Linked DNA regions of Mus musculus: region 2 is linked to region 1. The links are chromatin contacts, called in public promoter capture Hi-C maps. All regions are on one chromosome and are shown on one strand. The core of a region is the stretch at or near the end of the contact, and the rest is flanking DNA. Distances in the headings are between cores, read along the strand shown.

Region 1 (2,999 bases), core at 267-2,766:
GCTGACTTTGCAGAGGGACCGTAGCATGGTATTAAACTGTTTGTAAGGCATTCTGCTCTGAGTGTGTTGGTCAATCTACTCAAGTGTGGGTCTTTGGGTTGTATCCAGTGCCTTTTCTTAAACCAAGCTATGGAATTCAGGTGGCTCACAGATCCCAGAGCGGCTGTCACGGAGGTTATGCAGAGCTCTGTGGCCACATGAAGGAGGGAAGAGTGAAAGTGTTGGCAGGGGACAGCACATACCCACATTAATGGTCAGAGCCTGACCCCAGCTTGTCCTTGTGTGCAAGCAGGGTCCGTGCACCGCCTTCTCATTCAGGAGGCTTCTCAAAATCCCCTTGCTCTGAAAAGGCTGAGTTTTTACCCTTTACCAACTTGATGTCAAAGGAGGCTGAGGCCTGTGTGATTTATTCTCTGGAGACACTTTACAGCAGAGGCCATATTTCCACAGATGTTTGGAGTTAATGCTCTAACACTCAAAGGTCATAAGATAGTCCAATTTTAACCCAAAGTATCAAGCAGTAACCACATCAAATCTGGTGTGGCCCTTGGTCATCTTGTCTCTGTGACAGAGCCTGGATGCTTATCTGCTAGCTAGGGCCAAAAGAAAACTCAAAGCTCATACCAAGGTAGCAGTGTGGTCACCTTTACCTGTGCGTGGCAATCATTTCCATCACTTCTTCAAACCTCAATAATTCAATTTAAGCAGATAAGCTCTGCAGTCCTTTTGTCAAAACAATACAACTGAATCAAAAGAGCCTTACTTAGTTGGTATCACAGTTCATGCACAGAAGAGGAAGAAAGGAAGTAGATCATAGTTCCACATGAACAACCCAGAGGTTAAAGAGTTAGAAGAGGAACAGAGAAAACCTTCATGACTTCAAATTAGCTGAAGATGTTTTAGATAGCAGAACAAAAGCACTGTCCACGGATGCACAGGCCAAACCTTCCCTCTGTGCGGGGCTTGGGTCAGCAATTTGGAGAGGACATCCAGCAGACCTATAATTCATCCAGATCCCAGGAAGGTGAAAGTTTGAGATGTGAAGCACTCAGTCAGGCAGACATGCTGCACCTGCCCATTGTACTCACCTCCGCCATACATCTGGCACAGGTAGGGGAAGCGCCATACATTGCCCAGGCCCACAGCATAGGAGATACAGACAAGTAGGAACTGCAGGGGGTTGTCCCACTTTGGCCGCACCTTCTCCACAACCCCAGGGTGGGCACACTCTGTTGACCTCGGTCTTCCTGGGTGCTGACCAGGTCCTCCAGCGCCTCCCCAGGGCTGGAGCTCCTCATCCTCTGGCAGGGAGACCGCATGTGCTGAAGGTGATTCCATCTTCTGAGACAACTCTCACTGTAGAATGAGCAACACCTGTGCCCTCTTCCGCGCCCCACCCCCAAACCCCTGTGTTTTCTACTGTTTCTTTCCAGGACTCTGGAATCAGCTTTCGACCCCAATTCTGTGTTGGTTCCCTTCTTGACCAGTGCTTCCCTCGCTGCCTCAACCTCACAGGTGGCCAGTTTAGATCCTCCCACTAACCTTTGGCCACATTCCTTTCTGTGTCCTTTGTCTCTCAAACTTCAGGATTTCTGGGCTCCTCTTGCTGTTAAGGGTGTCTGCAAAACAATTCACAAATTTGGTTGTATCTGTTGGAGGCTGGTGGTGAGCTGGAAAATGTTTAGCTAAATGTTTAGCTACAGACTGCAGAAAAACTCTGATCTATGTACTTATCAATTTTTCTAGTACAAACACTCCCACTATGGTGCATCCTGAGCTACCAATAAAATCCATTAAGTGAAACAGGATGCCATTATCTTGGGTTCCCACCTTACACACACAACGACAGAGATTCTCAGTTGCATAACTGACAGGTAAAGGGTAGCAAGTATCAGACAGTGAGCTGAGCATTGTGTCTGATTTGTAATTTACGTATCGCTTGGGCCTCAGTGATAACTGTATCTAAGAAGCAAAGGGGACGAAGCTCAGTTCTCTGGGGTGTCCAGATACCCCGCACAGATGATTCAGTCCAGCTTAACCCCACCTGAGTGGTCCCAGGAAGCTGCCTTGGCTAATGGATGACTGCGTATGGATGGGAACTTCACTGTACCTACCAGAAACAGGATACAAAAGACCATCAAACTGTGTCACTTGAACTCTGGACAAAGGAGAGAAAGTGGGTACAGCTGTGGGCAGGGTTCTATAGTCTTATTCTACTAAGAAGGTTATGCAATTTTCAATCATTTGCTCATCCTGGTGAGTGCACTGTTAATTATCAAAGTCTCTAGTTTCCCCATATGAGAAAGTCCAAACTCCTTGGTTCTGCTTGCAAAGCCTTGAGAACTTTTTTTAATTTTTATTTTGATGTTGTTGGTGTTGCAGGCGTCTTCTTCTTTTTTTTTTTTTAAGTTATTTTTGTTTTGTGTTTTGCCTTCATACTTGTGTATAGCTATACCTCTATCTATCATTCATATATACATGAATATATACAAATATGTGTATGCACATATATCTGGAACTGGTAATATGGATTGTTGTGAACCGCAGTTTGGAAACTGAACCCAGGTTCTCTGCAAGAACAGCCAGAGAACTGTTGGTTGTTGTTGTTGTTTTAATGGAGCCATTGCTTCAACCTCCATTTTGAGATGGAGGTTTGCTAAGTTACTTGCTTAGGCTAGGTCTTCAGTCTTCCTGCTTCAGCCTCTCAAATAGGTGGGGTTATCGGTATATATTACCACACCTGGTTCATGTTGACTCCTAATTACAATTATATTATTTGATATTTGTTTTGTGCCTTAAGTAAGATATGGTCTATTCAGAGGAAGTTCAATGTGCTGATGAGAATGTATATTCTATAGCTATTGTATGGATAATTATGTTTTTAACAATGACCTTAACAATGATCTTCCTGTTTATTTTTATGGGGTTTTGTTGTTGTTTGTTTTGTTTTTTGAAACAGGTGTAGCCTCAGTCTCCCAAATAGTGGGAATTCAGGCACA
Region 2 (2,897 bases), core at 144-2,643, 130 kb after region 1:
GCATCCATCTCCTTCCATCTTTGAACCACCTCTTCTGGCTTTCTGATGTACTTGCACTGGTTCCTTGCCATACTCTAACTCGGGGAAGAGACAGGTCTCAGAGAAGGAAGTCTTAACAATTCTAGTCTCTCCCTCCAGGAGGCTTTCCAGGCACAAGGCAAACAGCAAGTTCACTGCTATCTCTGCCTAAAGGTGGCCAGAAGGTCAGGGCCTAGAGCATGCTCTTCCTGCTGCTCCCTTCTTTTCTCTCAGTAATTGACACAGCATTGGACACTGTCAGAGACTGGTAGTACACTAGTTATGCACATGAATGTGGGTTGAGGGAAGGGAATTTCTTGGCTTACTCACACCATGGTTCCCTGGAGGTGATGAATCAATTGCATCTTTCATTCTTACTACTCAGGTCTTTCAGCCTTTCCTATGCTTATTAACCTTTTGCCACTGAGATATAAATTAGGACAAATCATGAAATCTCTTTGTTCTGTACTAGGAGGGGGTGATTGCTGGGCTATATGTCTGGGAGTAACACTGCACTTAGTGCACAGGATGCTAAACACATCAAGAGGAAATTAGTCTTCTAGAATGAGCTGTGATTTGTATATTTCAAATATAAAAAGGAGTTTTAAAAAAATGATGACAACAGGGAATCTTCACTATAACTGTGGCCCTTTAAGAAGATATCACCTGTGAGTTTCTATAAAAAATATAACATTTGCATGTTGAGACTTTTCAAAACTTTACTGAAACACCTGTGATTCATAAAGACACTTTAGCTCTCAATGTTAACATATGTGTAAAACTTTTCTGAATTTAAGGTGTCCTTGGTCCTTCATAATCTGTTCCAAGCTGCCTATCACATACAGAACTTTCTGAGGTAACAGCATCCGCAGAGTGCTCTGCCATGTCATAAATGTTAGGCATCTGTACTATCCGTCATCTGTAGCAGCCATGGGTGCATGTGTTGAGTGTCACTGCAGAGGTGCTCCCCATTATAGTTTCCATTTCAGTGGGAACATTTGGCTGGTAGCTATAGAACTGGGCAACACAGGTCTCTCAAGGCCTCAAAGGACACATCTTGATAGACAGTATAGAGGTAGTACCTCACATATACTTGTTCTTATAAATGTGTGCCTCTGGCCAGGACTCCCCATGTCTCCGGCTCCTGTATCGGGGGCCTAAGAAGACAATTTGCTCTTAGACTCTGTGTGTACATTGTCCACACTGAAGATGGTTAATCCTTAACCCTGGTGGTCCTTAGCTTTGCATTTCTGGCTGCAAATGATAGATGTGTGTTACTAGAATCTGCAGCAGGTGGCTCCCCACCCTTCTGGGTTACTCCGCCAGTGACAACACAGGCAGAGGTGGCCTGGCTTCCTTTTTGGTGTGTTTTAGCGGATAGCTGTCTGCTCAGAACCCACAGAAGCCTTCTCATCCCAGGCAGCTGCAGTGGTCCTCTCCCTACAGACCCAGACTCTGCACTTCCCCTCCTGGTGAGTAGATCCTTCCCTTCTTCTGTGCCTTAGACATCACCTGTGTACTTGGCTATATGCTGCCACCAACGCATCTATATCCCATGAGTGCACTCATCTGTTCAGATGTCATGTGTACCATGCTCTTTGCTAGAAAGTTCCAGTATGGCTCAGGCTTCTTGTAGGGTGAATGAAGAGTCTCCCTCTCGGAACACAGTGAAGGTCAAGCTCAATAGCATTGTTTGTGATTTGTACCTTCAAGGGAGGAGAAACAGTGTTGGGACAGGTAGCAAGGGGGTTTCCAAAAGTCTGAGAAGGGTGACAACCTTGGGTCTGAGAGACTGGCCACAGAAAGGACTTTTATAGCAGAGAAACCTTGGGGACCAAAAACTTGACAGGAGTGCAGTAGACTATGGTTCGTTAGACAATGAAGTGCTCAGTTGTTTAACTCCATGTCAAACTCTGTGCTCAGTACATGAAGTGTGGCCCAGGAAAGACAGACTAAAACATATATATTTATAAAACTATGTGTGGTGTGATTCCCTTCGCACTGGTACATGTTTATGTGCTATTAAAGGGACAGTACGAAGACACGGCTCAGAAATCTAACAATGGCTAAACTGGAAAGTGATACTTGACTTTGTATTTTTCCCTCGTTTATATTTATAAAGAGAGAGAGTGTGTGTGTGTTTGAAGTTTTGGATCTTTTTGTGCATTGTGAAAATATTCTTTGTTGATCAGAAAAGAAGCCAAGTTATTTCAAACGACCCATCCATAGAAAATTGGCATGCCCTTTCTTTTACAACATGTCCACATTCTTCTGTTCTAAAAAGAATTTAAAGATTTATTATACTTTTAATTACGCATGTGCACATGTGAGAACCGGTGCTTGAAGTACTGATGACTGTGTGAGTCTTCTAACATAGCTGAAATTCATACTTAGGTCCTCTTCAAGACACGTATTATATCTGTTCTTAGTTGCTGAGCCATCTCTCCATGACCTCCACACTCTCATTCTTCAGTTCTTAATTAGCCTGCTCTATAGCCAGCCAGTAGGTCATAGCAACTGTTGCTGAGCTAGTGATCTGGACCTGCAGGCAACCACTACCAAGGGAATCTGTCTCTTTAGCCTCTTTGCCAAACAATCCAAAATAATGGTCATTCCAGCATCTGGAGTTTCAGAGCCCTCTTCTTCCAATTTCTGTCCATTCTTATCAATACTGTAGACTCATGCTCACAGGTCCCAGGGAAGTGAGCTCCTGACTCAGACTTTGTGAATAGGTCTGATGGTAGATGACTCAGAGTCCTAGAGCTACACACACACACACACACACACACACACACGCTAAAATGATTCAACTCATGAGTACCAAGTAGGACAAAGGTCAAAGTATAGACCTGGGTTCATAGCTCCTGTTCACAGTGTGA

What was found. Capture Hi-C pulls out chosen DNA fragments and counts their contacts.
Region 2: a promoter capture Hi-C map of pancreatic islet shows a contact between it and region 1. The contact joins the promoter of Ccr9 here to the promoter of Slc6a20b in region 1. A contact is called at or near these places in 5 of 39 promoter capture datasets (the C10 cell line, embryonic stem cells, hippocampal neurons and 1 more), 3 of 15 datasets of contacts at CTCF or cohesin (large pre-B cells, pro-B cells and stem cell-derived epiblast-like cells), 28 of 484 Hi-C or Micro-C datasets (B cells, the Ba/F3 cell line, the CH12 cell line and 15 more), 5 of 115 datasets of contacts at active chromatin or transcription factors (CD8 T cells, the SCID.adh cell line, T-cell acute lymphoblastic leukemia and 2 more) and 5 of 9 other capture datasets (adipose tissue, embryonic stem cells, liver and 2 more).

The regions. Positions count from the first base shown.
Region 1 is chr9:123,631,022-123,634,020 of GRCm38.p6, forward strand. It overlaps Slc6a20b (solute carrier family 6 (neurotransmitter transporter), member 20B), which reads right to left and starts at 1,517. Exons shown (of 11, transcript NM_011731.4): 1 at 1,089-1,517. The coding sequence starts at 1,338.
Region 2 is chr9:123,765,818-123,768,714 of GRCm38.p6, forward strand. Ccr9 (chemokine (C-C motif) receptor 9) reads left to right here and starts at 1,394. Exons shown (of 3, transcript NM_009913.6): 1 at 1,394-1,490. It overlaps Gm17021 (a long non-coding RNA gene), which reads right to left. Exons shown (of 2, transcript XR_380030.3): 2 at 1-2,897.